4 separate regions of the Mus musculus genome follow, and all the other regions are linked to region 3. The links are chromatin contacts, called in public targeted proximity ligation maps. All regions are on one chromosome and are shown on one strand. The core of a region is the stretch at or near the end of the contact, and the rest is flanking DNA. Distances in the headings are between cores, read along the strand shown. Region 1 holds the start of Tmem132a (transmembrane protein 132A). Region 2 holds the start of Ms4a10 (membrane-spanning 4-domains, subfamily A, member 10). Region 3 holds the start of Cpsf7 (cleavage and polyadenylation specific factor 7). Region 4 overlaps Myrf (myelin regulatory factor).

Region 1 (3,362 bases), core at 151-2,650, 340 kb before region 3:
CACTGAATGTGGGAAAGTGTGCTGTGGCTACTTCGTGGTCAGAGTGAGCCCCTTGCAGAATCCCCACTCCAGCAAACAAAGCAACGGCCCTGCTGGGATTGTCGAATCTCCCTTGAGGGTTTCAGGGACCTTGAAAAGGGCAGGAGGACCTGCTGTCTTGCAGTTTTACCCCTGTCCACTCTCTGCCATCCAGAAGCAAGCGTTGGTCAGTGTTGTGTCCCAGTAGCTGGGAAGGGCACGGCTTTGCCCTGATCTGTTCTGCAGGGCTAGGAGTGAGCCTGCCACTAACCCCTCTCCACCACTTGCTCACTCTTGGCCTTGGCCTTGGCCTTTAGGTCCCTGGTGGAGGGAGATGACCCATGCCAGGTCCAGCACAAGATGTGAAGATTAAATGCCTATTCTTACTGAAGGTTTGATGTGGAATCATGGCTGCAGTGATATGTTTTTATCAGCGCTTGGTGGTTTTAAAGTGCATGCTATTTTATTATCTTCTTCTGAATAAAATGTATTTACTCAAAAGTCTCTGCTGACAAACTCTCTTCCTTCTGGACTTCTAGCAGAAATCTGTTGGGAGGAAGGGAGGGCTCAGGAAGGCAGGATGTACCTGGTACCTTTCCCCCTAGGACTCTGGAGGGAGGCATGCACTCTCTTGGAAAGCTTGCAGATCTGGCAGCTCTGTTGGGACTGAAGTTGCCCCTTCCTGCAGGGTGCTTATATTGCTAGCTTGGGGAACCTGGAAAAACTGGCTTCCCTCCCAGACTCAGGAATTTACTGAATAAGGTTCTCAATGTGGCTCCAGGTGGTTCTGCTCTTTTGTGTAAGGCCCGGGCACGTTTCTGTTTCTTTTTCCTCTTTAAGTTGCCATGGAGATGCCAAATCTGGACCTCTCCCAACACTACCTGAGGGCAAGGCTAGGTGGCACTGGGAGTCAGGACTCCCTCAGAAGGGTTGACCAGCCTACACCCTTCATCCTTAGGGACTCTTTCTGGGATAGGTTTGGGCATGAGACAAGCTGCCTCCACGGATGGCCTAAGGTGGTCTGGCCTGGTTTGGCCTCTCCTTTTCTGCCCCAGCAGCTCTGTTCTCTTATGTCCCTGAATTCTAGATGCCTTCACAGGTGAGATGCCTGTGGGGAGGGTATGAGGCAGAGGAAACGGGTTTTGTTTGTTTTTCTCCTTGATCATCGGCTTCCACGAGGAATCCCAGAACGCACCTTGTGCTTCCTGGCAGAGGACATCAATCTGCTTAGTCTCCAGGGACGCTGCCTTATTCCAATCCTAGGCACCCTAGGCACGGGGCCACGCTCTGGGTTTTGGGATCCGCAGGGCACTAGGACCCGGCGGGGCGAAGGGGACAGCCCATGTGCCTGCGTTCCCTCCCACCCCACTGCTCCTGCTCCATTGTCTGGGAACTGCAGCCGCGGGCCGGCGGCGCAGGGAACTAGCTGGCCACAGCGGCTGGCGCGGAGCGGGCGCGGGAGATGTGGGGACAGATTGCAGCCACCTGAGCCGCGCGCCGGTTACCCTCCTTTGGTGGGAAGGAGTGCGCCTCGATGACTGAACGCAAGGCTGCGGCCCCTCGGGGGCCCTACGGTGCCTGGTTCTGCCTCCTGGTGGCTCTCGCCCTGGAAGTCGTGAGAGGTCAGAGGGAAGGGAGGGGTGGGGAGGGGCGACCTGGCCCTGTCCGTCCGAGGCCACGCGCCATTGATGCCCCCAAGCCACTGGACTCTAGAACTAAACCTAGAGCGATGCCCTGGAGAGGTCTAACCTTGGGAAACCGGTTCCCAGCCAACAGCCCTTTGGCTTTCTTCTCTGTGCACCACCTAGATGCTCCTAAAGTCTTTTCACTCCCATCTTCACTAGCCCGGTCCCAACTCCTCTGCGAGCCCCTCTCCAGCCGCGACATCTAACCCGGCTGCCCTGCTTCCCCGTGCACCACCTCTTCCTAACCTGCAGTTCTAGTCCCCAGAAACCCGCTGGTTAGTCACAGGAATGCAAAACAGGCTCTTTGCCTGAGACCCGAGAGATATGCCTCTGCCCCCCCCCCTCTCTCCCTTTCCCCCTCTCTCTCTCCCCCTCTCTCTCCCTGTTCCAAGGAGATCTCCAACATTGGAGTCTTCTGGGAGAGTCCCAGCCTTGCCTTTCCGAGCCCTTGTGGGTGCACCCATCACTGAGTACGAAAGGGGCAGCAGCTACCGCGTGCCTGCCATAAGCTGGGGCTGAAAGGTGGAAGATGTTATGGGAATTGGGAGATGGCGAAGTAGTCTCTACCTTTCTGCCCCCATCAAGAGGGCTGGATTCTCCGTGATGGGAGACCATGGAAGTCCGTGGGAGTCAGGCTACTGAGCATCTTGTAATTATGGAAACATTGAATTAGAAGGTGGACCGGAGCCACCCTAAGGACCAACAACAGTCACTCACTTGTTACCCTTAGGGATACTGGTGCGCGGGCGCGCGCGCGGGGGGGGGGCACTCTAGAGAAAAGCCCCGCCGTCCCAGCTCAGCTGTGGGGCTGAGAGAGCTGGTTCTGGAACTTCTTTTAGGTACCTGCTCCAAACCCTGCAGAACCAGTGGGGGTCCTAATAACCCCTCCACAGTGAGGGAAGGAAAGCTTTTTCATTTGGCTCACTAACAATCTCACTTCCAGTATGATCTACACCAAGCTTCCAAAACCCTCCCCTGCTCACCGGGTTATGAAATACTCCCACCCCTTGTACCAGTGAGGAAGGAAACCCAGGCTCCAAGATGCTGGTGACTGGCCCATCTTTCATGGAGTAGAGCTAGGGCATAAAGTCAGATCTCTCCCCTTATCCCCCAAACCTCTTCAGGGAGAGTCATGGGAATTACAGAATGAGTAAGACAGAGCCTGGGGTTCACATAATACAGGAGAGGCAGCAGAGCCAAGCCCATGGACTGCACTTGGGGTTCCAGGTACTCTGGAGAAACGGGAGGATTGTTCCCCATCTTAGAAAAGCAGTAGCAGCAAGCAGAGCCGGAACAAGGTGTCCAGCAAGGGGCTGAATGACCACAGAAGGCTTCCTCGAGGAGGCAGGGTGTACTCTTGACCCTGAAGGAGGGTGGGGGCACAGTGTGAAGGCCACATGGCATGCTGGGGTTGCCCTGGATGGAACGGCTGGGTAGCTAGGTGGTGAGATCCTGACTGGCCTCTCAGGTCCACTGCAGGTTGGAGAACCCTCATACATCATTTTTTACATCCATTAAGTGGAATTTGTAGTAATAGAATTTAATCCAAAGAATTGTGTGGGAACTGAAAGACTTACTACATGTAAAATTGAATCTGTGTGGGGTTAAGTGCTTTAAAAATTGTTACTATTTGGGGATGATAGTACAAATCAATATAGC
Region 2 (3,027 bases), core at 333-2,832, 450 kb before region 3:
TGACTCTTTTGACTGAATGAAATGTTAGAGATTTATCTGTAACATCTTATATTTTTATTTTATTATTTTCAATACTATAAACCTTTTGTTTTATTCTATCAGTTTAATTGATTTACCTGTTGATGGATAACCAGGTTAATTCCATTTTGGAGCATCGTCAATAACACTAACTTTAGTGTGTGCACGTGCCTCTGTGTGTGTGCACGTGCCTCTGTGTGTGTACACGTGGTCTCACACACACACACACACACACACACACACACACACACACACACACAGTAAGAAGACTGGAGAGACAGCTCAGCAGTAGTTAAGCGTACTGGCTGCTCTTCCAGAGGACCAAGGTTTGATTCCTCCCGAGCACCCACTTGCCACATGGCAGTTACAATTGTCAGTAGCTCTAGCTCAAAGGGATCTGACACCCTCTTCTGGCCTCTGAGAGTGCCAGGCACGCATGTGGTGCACAGACATGCATACAAACAAAAACAATTATACATATTAAATAATAAAATCGTTTTTTAAAAAAGAAAGAAAAGTAAGATAGAGAATAATACACACAAATAAACCAACATACACATATATACATACAAATTTACCTAACTGCATATGCTGCATACACTTTAATATGTATATTAAATATTAACAATTAAATGTGTATTCTCCGTCTTTAAAAACCAGAGGAAAAAGATAGAAAAAGCACAGTAGTTATCTAGTTCTGCATGAGACAGACTGGACAGCTTGAAGTTACACATTCTCATCTCACCATGTCCATGGTCAAGATCCAAACATGCCTTAGATATAAGTTCTCTGTAAGTCACATGCGCTGCAAGCTTGGTGGTGGCTGGACTTCACTCTCAATCAGGGCTTCCTGTTACTTGTGGTCACGTGACCATACCTTTTAAGACAAACACTACCATGCTTACACAGATGACAATACATCTGTCTGGCTTACCACCAGAGACCAAAGTCAAGCAAGAACTTAGGATGACCATGGCTGGTTTGAGGAGGGACACAAGGCCCAGGGCAGGGTCATTGTAACCACTATTGTGGATACTTTAACTTTCAAAAAATTAAAAGATTCTTTGAGGGGCCAGAAAGGTGTCTCAGAAGCTAAAGTTACTGCACAACCTGACAATATCCGTTCAGACCTCAGCACTGTGGAAAGGTGGAAAGAAGGAATCAATTTCACAAAGTCCTCTGACCTACACACACTCACACAGACACACAGACAGACACACAGACACACATCAATCACACACTCATATCAGCCACCCACATCAACACACACACACACAAATAAAAATTTGAGAATTTTAATAATCAACTCATTCAAATGCTGCCTTCACCAACTTGACAATGAACTGCTCCATGAACTGAAATGTCATCACTGCAACATTAACTGTCTCAGCTGTTAAAGGGAGACATAAGGAAGGAGACTCAGATCTTCACCTGCCCAGGTTTGGAAGCAGATGGTTTTGAAGGATCTAGTCCAGACATGCATCTCTGATTAGCTGGGAGTGTGAGCAAGGGGTGGGTCCCAGAAAGAAAAGAATCCAAAGTCTAAAGCCATAAAGATGTTCTGATTTCCACCTCTGGCTCTGTGCTGAGGCAGCTCTGGATGGTCAGGCACAGCTGAAGCCTACAACAGAGTTCCCGGGGCCAGGTGAGTACCCCCTCTCCACAGCAGAAACAAACAAGGGAGGGTCATCAGGGCCTCAAGTGGGGTTCAGTCTTAACACAAGAGATCAGCCTCTTGTGCTCGTCAGTCAGTAGCTGCAAGCTGGTGGTGAGTGGCTGAAACTTGACCCCCCCAGAAGTGAACAGGAACTGTTTATCAAGCAATGTCCACAACAGCTGGAGAACAAATGTTCCATGCTATGAAGTCCTGGGAAGTGGGGTTACTACGGGCCTCTCTCCAGGAAGGAGTCTGCTACCAGGAGCCCAGCCCACTACCCAGGATCAGTTGGTGATTCTGAGAGCTAAGAGGAATGACACCCCGTCCCTTCTAACCCTGGAACCTTGAGCACACAGAGAGACAGATTTGAAAAAGCAAAGCAAGGAAGACACTTGGGAAATTCCACCCTCTTTTTCCCATATCTTCCCTTTACACCAAGTGCCCAGCCCTGAGACCTCGAGAAAGTTTACTTTGCAAATGCCAGGGCCCCTTCTGACCTAACATAACTGAAAACCCAATCTTCTAAGGGTGGCTGCCAGCAGCCACTCTGTCACACTGACTCCATACCTCTCGGTACCTGCCTTTCTCTGCCTAACATGCCCATACATACATCTACATATATGTACATATATGTGCACATATTATATACACATACACACGTATGTGTAAACACACACTACACTACCCTCTCTGCTCTCTTGACTTCTTCTGCACTGTCTGCTTAGGGTCACATTCCCATCAAGATTTTCTCAACCTTCTAACCCAGACCTCCCATGGACAGATCTTATCCATTCTAGACATTCCCTGGCAACCAGCTCATTGCTCTGCAGACAAAATCCTGAAGGGCAGTCCTGTGTGCTCCCAGATAACTGTCTCCACACACTCTCCTCGACACAACCTTCCCAGCTATCAGGATCCCATAGCTGATTTCCTCCTTGCTCTGAGCAGGAGTCAGATAGAAGCAATGAACTCCCCATCCTGGAGATTAGAATGGGACCTCTCTTAACAGAAAACCAGACAGAGGTCAGGTGAGATTCAGGCTGTAGGGCAGGTATCATTGGCTTTTATTACTAAATTCTAACCTCTGGCCCTGGCCCAATTAATCTTTGCAGCCCACCCTCAGGCAAGCACTAGTGTTCCTGTGTATCCATAGAAACAGACTTAGACACTGAGATGCAGGAGCAGAGCCAGGGCTAGGCCTGGCCTGTCTGCTTGGAAGATTCATGTTCTGGCCCACTAAAAGGTTACAGAATCCTCCTAGCTCTGTCTCTGCCTCCCACAGGCTAAGGAAACGGGAGAGATTTGCAGAAAGTCTGAGGCTGAGTATAAATCACCAAGACCCTACGGTTCCT
Region 3 (3,302 bases), core at 466-2,965:
AAAATACAATAATGGGACATATGAGCCTCTTTTGTTGCCTGTCAAAGTCAGGCTACCACCTAGGCATTCTAGCCCATTCTTTCCAGGTCCTTCTGTGTACCCACTGGAACACACCAATGACAAGAACCAGCTAGCTCAACAATAACAGTACTAAAAAGAACCCAGGTAAGATAAAAATTTTAAATAGAAACTTTCTGTTGAGTTTTGACCTCAAGATTGAAGAACTCAACCTCACAGATTACTATCTTACGGGATACTTAAATGTTAAAACACACATTCAAACTAGGATGACTGAGTCCTTGACTTGCCTTTAAACTAGTTTATTCAATGGTTTTTACCTTTCTTCCTTCCATCCATACGAATGGATGCCCAGAGACTTCTCAAAAAGGACAGTCAAGCTATTTAAAAAGACTGAAACACTTGGAGTGGCACTGGAATTCCACCTTTAAAGCAGTTGGTATACTGTGGCTTTTAAAGTAATTTCATGGTACACCATTGGGAGGGGACCAAGCAGGGGGAGGGACCAACATGCTCGAGCCACAAGTTGAGAGAACAGCAAAGTAACAAGCATCGAAATTATCTCCGCAGTACTACAACAAATGTAATTTTCATTTTTAATTATGGTTAGTCATTCAACTTTGAAATGACTTGGGGAAAGAATTCCACAGGCTGATTCACCATACTATTACACTTGGGTTTTTATTTGCTCTTAAAGCAAGCCCTTTAAAATTGAAGCCTGGAGGTTCAAATTAACCTAAAGAGGAATGGTCAGTCGTCTTCAAAGCCACCGCTAGGGGGAAACGCTTCGATATTACAGGGAATTATTTTGAGCTGAGAGAGAAACCACTGCCAGTAGATTGATGGAAGAAACCCCAAAACTGCTGCTAATTCCTCTCACCTGATTGAACTCTTCATCAGCGTATATATCAATCAAATCCACTCCTTCTGACATGGCTCCGGAAATACGCTCTCGAGCCCGGAGAACCGACAAAGTAAGAAAGATGCCACTACGGTATTCAGAAAAGGGTAAAAAATTTTAAGGCACAAGGGTCCCAGGCTGGGAGGAGGGCAAGGGTCAACAAGCTCTAGTCTCCCAAGACGCAGCATCCCGGCGGCCGGGAGCCTGGCCCCACCCGCTCTGCCCCGCCCCCAGCCTCGCGCCGCCCCCAGCTCTCCCAGGCCGCTCGGGCTCGCGGAGCTCGCTGCCCATCACCCGCGGGCCCGACCCGAGGTGCTCCGAGTCGGCGCCCGTAGTTGCCTATGGCGCCACCGCCAAGTCCGGGCCTCGACTCCTGAGAGGGCCCTCAGGCCGCGCTGTGAACCACCGCGGCGAACGCCGCAAGCTCAGCCCGTCGCACCTGCTAGGCCCAGGGGGCGTCCCAAGCCGGAGCCCCCGCGGGCCCGGAAGCTCCCGCCGCCTCCACACCAACGGGGCCCTGTCCTCGCCCTAGGCTAGGCCTGCCCTGCTCCCTCCCACAGCTCCAGGACCTCAGCCCCTCCCTCAGAGGCCCGCGCTTCCCTCCACCCGCTGTCTTCCGCCGCCGCCACCCCAACCGACCCCCTCCCTTCCGCGGCGCCGGCCCCCGCCCTCCTTCCGGCCCCGCCGGCCCCGGGCCGCGCGCCCCCGTTACCGGGAATATGGCGGCGGCCGCGGAGAGTCCCGACTAGGCCCGAAGCGCGCGAACCGCTCTCCGCCCCAGGTCCCGCCCCCCCCCCACCGGCGGCGTCACACGCACCGCTACTTCCGCCATACGCTCGGTTGCGCCTTCCGGCTTGGGGTCCACCTCCGCTGAAGTCCTCAGATCGACCGCCCGGAATTCCCGGAAGTGGCCCGGTTGCCAGCTTACTGTGCTATAAGAGAGAGATGGCGGTGGTCACCTTGATCCCGACGCTGGCGCGGGTGAGAGAGCCGGGTTCGGGGCGGGCTGCAGCTAAGACTGTTTCGTCCTCCTCTGTGCCGTGGAGACTGTAGGGAGAGTTCACCTACCCCACAGACCAGGGAATGGTCCCCTCAAGGCGAGGCGCAGGCTGGAGCCGATCATGCAGGGAATTTTCCATTCTTTCCTGAGCCCACGGTGTGCTCGAGTGAGAATACTGGGTAATATGTGGTTAGGTGGCCAGTCACCGTGTGAGACTCAACGCATACCAGGAACAGTTACCGAACCTCCCCCGAAAGCCTCCTAGCTTTTCTTGAGCTTCTTCCCCCGTCTCCCTTTTAAAAGCCGGTTTTAATTTGTTACTCAGGCTGGCCTCAAATTCGTAATTCTCCTGTCTCATCTTGGTTTTAAATGTTTGAGAATTTTCCGTTTTTATTCCAGTAGTGTTGAAAGCTAGTTGGTATGGTTTATCTTAAACTTATCAAGACATGTTTTTTGACAACTTGTGATCTCCTGGGCATAATTATCTGTACATTTGAGAGGAATGTATGATCTCTTGTGTGGAATGCCTGTATATCTCAGTTAAATATTCTTAAATTAGTATTGTTCTGGTTGTCTAGTATTGATTCCGACATCTATATATTCTATTCCTTATTAAAATGTGGCATTAAAATCTGTTGTGTTCCCCCACCAGTTCTGTCAAGTGTCTCTTCCATATATTTGAGTGCTCTATTAGATCCACATATATTTATGATTATTATACTTTACTGCTAACTCCTTAATACTATGTAATATTCTTTATATCACATATGACAATTTTGTTGTTTGTGCTAAGCACCAAACCCAGAGCCTTGCCTGCTAGGCAATCGCATTTTCTTTTCTTATTCTTTTTTTTAGACTAAAAAAGTATGTACATGTGTTTATCTGCCTTTGTGAGTTTATGCATACTATGTGTGTAGGTGCCCATGAAGGCCAGAGGAGGGTGTTTTAAGTGTGTCGGTGTTTCTGCAATGCTGTAGTTTTGTTAACACTCTTTTAAGTTGTTCAGTGTTCCCTCCTCCTTCCTTGCTACCCTGTTTTTTAGGTACTAAAACTCCTCAGCTTCATAGTAGTTCTGATCTAGCCTCTCAAGTGCGTGGATTACAGTCATGAGGCACCATGACCAGCTGGTTGCTCTGCTCTCTTATTCTCAGTGGCTACTGGACTTCTTAGAGTATGCTGGTTAGTGTTGCAAGTTGTTCAAAACAGAAACCAACCAGTCCCTTCGGCAATGCCAACCCCCATGTTCTAGAACATTAACCATACATTCAACTCTTCCTCGAGCCTCGGGGAAGAGGCTTGTAAACAATACTAGATTTTATCTTGCTTTATCTTCTATGGCCTTCTGCACCAAAACTAAGCAGCTCTCTTGGTCTCTATGGTCCC
Region 4 (3,141 bases), core at 473-2,972, 290 kb after region 3:
CACCCTGTCCCTGGCCACGTGGCTGACGGGATTTCCGCCATGTTTGGGGTATGAATTGACAAGTACTCCATTGACGGGGGCAGGGGAGGGGGTAGGCAGGGCACAAGACTCCCACTGTGTTGTGTCTCCACCCTCCCCACCCGCCAGGACAATGGCCTAGACTCAGCCAGCAGCCACAGCTGTGGGGGGTGGGGGATGAGAAGGGGGACAGGGACAGGGAGGGGTCCAGGGTGGAGTGACCACCTGGGTCACTGCCTACTGCACCTGGCTTGAGTGTTCTGGTCCCCTTGATGAGTGGTCTTAAAAGAAGGAGGAGAAAAGAGGGAACAGTTTTCCCACAGCCTGGACCCTGGCCTGCCTGGGAAGCAACTGCCTCTTCCGAGTCTGGTTCTTGTTTCAAGCAGGTAATAAAGGCTCTAATTAGTGTGGTGCCCCTGGGGGCGCCTCTTCAGGACAGTGTGGGACCTGGAGAGGCTCTGTCTAACCCTGGCCTGTAGGTCCTTCACGGGCCTGCCCAAGTCCCTGGCTCTTCATCTTGCTCATTCATTTATTCTGTAGTTATTGATCATGGGATCCTTAACATTGCAGGGAGCCCTAGCCCAGTCCCTGCCTTGGAGCCCTAGTAGTCCCCACTCTCAGTTGCTGTCTCTTCGGTACAGTCGAGGGCATCTGCTTCATAGGAGAGATGCTCTTTAGAGTGTGGAGGTCGGATTGAGGGCACTCACTCACCTTCCCCAGCGAGGTGTGAGCCAGCCAGATGAGAAGGTAGACAGCCTAACGTGAAAGTACTAGAGGACAAAGGAAGAGTCAGGAGTTCACTTGGGGTTGGGGGTTGGGTTGGATAATAGAAACTTGCAAAAGAATGGGAATTAGCTTTCTCTAGAGGCAACAGCATATGCAAAGTCCCTGTGGGTGGCATGTTTGTCCCTTACAGGAAGGAAGCAGGAGCTGGGCTCCAGAGAGAGCCCCACAGGGGAGGAGGCTGAGGGGAAGCAGAAGGCAGACACTGTCAGGAGGAGCCCTGGGTTTACCATTTGCTGGGTGAATTTGTTGGAGGGTTTGGGGAGGAGGAGAGATACTGATCGGTGACACTAGGGTACCGCTCCTTGACCAGTGGCAGGCCAGGGCTCACTGTCCAGGTGGTCTTGAGGATTAGAGAGGAGATTCCGATCCTGTCTGCAGACTTGCAGGCTCTCATTGGGATCTAGTGCTCCTCGGATCTTTTGGCAGTGGGGCAGCACTCCTATAGTGTACCTTGAGGGTTGTGCCCTCTCCTGGACCCCTGGGGGTTGGAAGGAGCCCTGCTTCAGCCTCAAGATCCCCAGGCTCCTGCAAGCCTCCATGACACAGATCCTCTATTGTAGGTCGGGACCCCTGCATGGAGTCTGGGCAGCGTGGGGAGAAGGAGGTTGCAGGTGGGGGTCCTGCATGCCTCAGGAACCCTCAGCTTCTCCCCCTCCAGAGCCCTAGACCCACCTCACTCTGCCATCAGCCTCCTCCTCCCCCCTCCGTCCTACCGGACCCTGGCACGAGAGGGTCCCTCCTCCCCTAGCCACATCTGGTTCTTGTTAGGGTCTCCCAGGATGCCTGGGCCTGAAGGCCCCATCCCCCGGGGGAGGTGGACAGCAGGATTAGGGGCGATTAGGAGTGCTCCTGGCCAGGGAAGGAGGAGCCCAAGAGGAGGGGCGAGGATGGTTATAAACAGCAGCCCATGACCGCATCAGCCCATCACTCACCAAAGGTGCCAAGTTCAGTCTCAAAAACCTGCAGCTTCAGCAGCTGGGGCAGTGTGGGGGTGGGGCTCTAGGCTCTCCTCCTTTCTTCCTCAGAAATCTTTAGCAATGCTGTGGGGCAGGGACCAGACTAGGGGAAGACACAGAAGCAGCAACTACATCTTTCTCCCTGGGAGCAGATTGACTCGTTTTCCCGTGTGGCTGTGGAGTGAGGAGTGAAGTTTTTGAACAATAGTAGTTCATGGGAATGGTTGAGCGGTGAAATGCAATTCGTCAAGAGTCTCCATCATTGTCACCAGCATGGTGTGAGTTCAGAAGGACTGCTAGACACTTCTTTATAACCTACCATCACCAACAATGTCATTTTCCTCGTACGATGGGTTGGTAGGATTTAGTGACACAGTGTGTGTGAAGTTGACGGGATGCCTCATATATAGTAAACTGGGTGATGAGTGTGGCACACAGTAGGTCCTCAGTTATTGGGATCTGTGGATATCAGGAATGGGTGAGGTGGGGTTGGAATTTGGACAGACAGATTGACCATGTACAGCCCCACAGAGCATGGCCAGCAAAACCATGCATGGTGGGTGGGTGCCCTCTGTACTCAGCTGGAGTGATCCCGGGTGGGGGGTCATCAAGGCACACCAGCAGCGTGTGACTCCTAGGAAGGCTTAGCCGCTCATGCTCATTAATTCATTAATCACCTCAGCGGGGCTCAGCATTCTTCAAATGCCAGACTGGGGCCAGGGAGGGGCCTGGGCTGGGGGCTCAGAGACCCCAGGGTGCTGGGGTAATGGAGGTAAGAATAGCCCCTCCATTTGGACGGCTCCCACTGTGTGCTGGGCACTTTACAATCTAGGTCTTTGCAGCTTTGCGAAGCCATCACAGTTGCCCCATGAAACAGCTGTTCACCCCCCCCCCCCCCCCCGCCTTTCCTAAGAAGGATACTGAGGCCCAAGGAGGGGATGGCCTGCTTGAGGTCACACAGCAGGAATGGCTGAGTTGGGTGAGATTTGTCCCTCACCAGTCCTGTTCCCAAAACTCCCCAGAGGAAGGACTCAGGTGCCAACCCAGGATTTAAGGCTTTAGACTGGAGTCTAGAGGGTCCTTCCTGCCTCAGTGGAGCTGGCCAGCCTGAATCTGCAGTGTGGGTGGGGTGTCCTCCATTATCGGAGTTGACGCATCTCTCGCGTCAGCCCCCTTATCACTTCCCCCTCTGGCTACCCCCCTCCTTGCTCCACAAGGTGACCCTGGGAGAGGAAAAGCCATCGCCACCTCCTCTCCTTTCTTGCCATGATCAGAAGCCCTGGACTGCCTTTTCTTTGTCCTTCCCCCTCAGGGGGATGAGGCCCCTGGGAAGGGCCCAGGAGAGGACAGCAAGCAGGGTAGGTAGCAGGTGAAGGGTGGA

The links.
Region 1: a contact with region 3 is called in a targeted proximity ligation map of bone marrow-derived macrophages, with 3 times the contacts expected there. A contact is called at or near these places in 1 of 39 promoter capture datasets (erythroid cells), 3 of 484 Hi-C or Micro-C datasets (double positive thymocytes, embryonic stem cells and muscle stem cells), 6 of 130 datasets of targeted methods (the 230-238 cell line, the SCID.adh cell line, bone marrow-derived macrophages and 3 more) and 4 of 9 other capture datasets (adipose tissue, embryonic stem cells, liver and 1 more).
Region 2: a contact with region 3 is called in a targeted proximity ligation map of epiblast stem cells, with 6 times the contacts expected there. A contact is called at or near these places in 3 of 39 promoter capture datasets (the 3T3-L1 cell line, embryonic stem cells and pre-B cells), 1 of 484 Hi-C or Micro-C datasets (embryonic stem cells), 5 of 130 datasets of targeted methods (T-cell acute lymphoblastic leukemia, effector CD8 T cells, embryonic limb bud and 2 more) and 3 of 9 other capture datasets (adipose tissue, embryonic stem cells and liver).
Region 4: a contact with region 3 is called in a targeted proximity ligation map of epiblast stem cells. A contact is called at or near these places in 1 of 39 promoter capture datasets (cranial neural crest), 5 of 130 datasets of targeted methods (embryonic stem cells, epiblast stem cells, extraembryonic endoderm stem cells and 1 more) and 3 of 9 other capture datasets (adipose tissue, liver and pancreatic islet).

What each region holds. Positions count from the first base shown.
Region 1 is chr19:10,867,817-10,871,178 of GRCm38.p6, reverse strand. Tmem132a (transmembrane protein 132A) reads left to right here and starts at 1,400. Exons shown (of 11, transcript NM_133804.2): 1 at 1,400-1,640. The coding sequence starts at 1,553. Tmem109 (transmembrane protein 109) reads left to right here. Exons shown (of 4, transcript NM_134142.1): 4 at 1-519.
Region 2 is chr19:10,973,255-10,976,281 of GRCm38.p6, reverse strand. Ms4a10 (membrane-spanning 4-domains, subfamily A, member 10) reads left to right here and starts at 1,582. Exons shown (of 9, transcript NM_023529.3): 1 at 1,582-1,663.
Region 3 is chr19:10,523,657-10,526,958 of GRCm38.p6, reverse strand. It overlaps Cpsf7 (cleavage and polyadenylation specific factor 7), which reads right to left and starts at 1,715. Exons shown (of 10, transcript NM_172302.3): 1 at 1,632-1,715; 2 at 899-1,007. The coding sequence starts at 952. Sdhaf2 (succinate dehydrogenase complex assembly factor 2) reads left to right here and starts at 1,750. Exons shown (of 4, transcript NM_025333.4): 1 at 1,750-1,900. The coding sequence starts at 1,865.
Region 4 is chr19:10,229,767-10,232,907 of GRCm38.p6, reverse strand. The region is part of intron 1 of Myrf (myelin regulatory factor); the gene reads left to right. Among named protein-coding and RNA genes, the nearest start is that of Myrf, 9.4 kb to the left of the region's middle.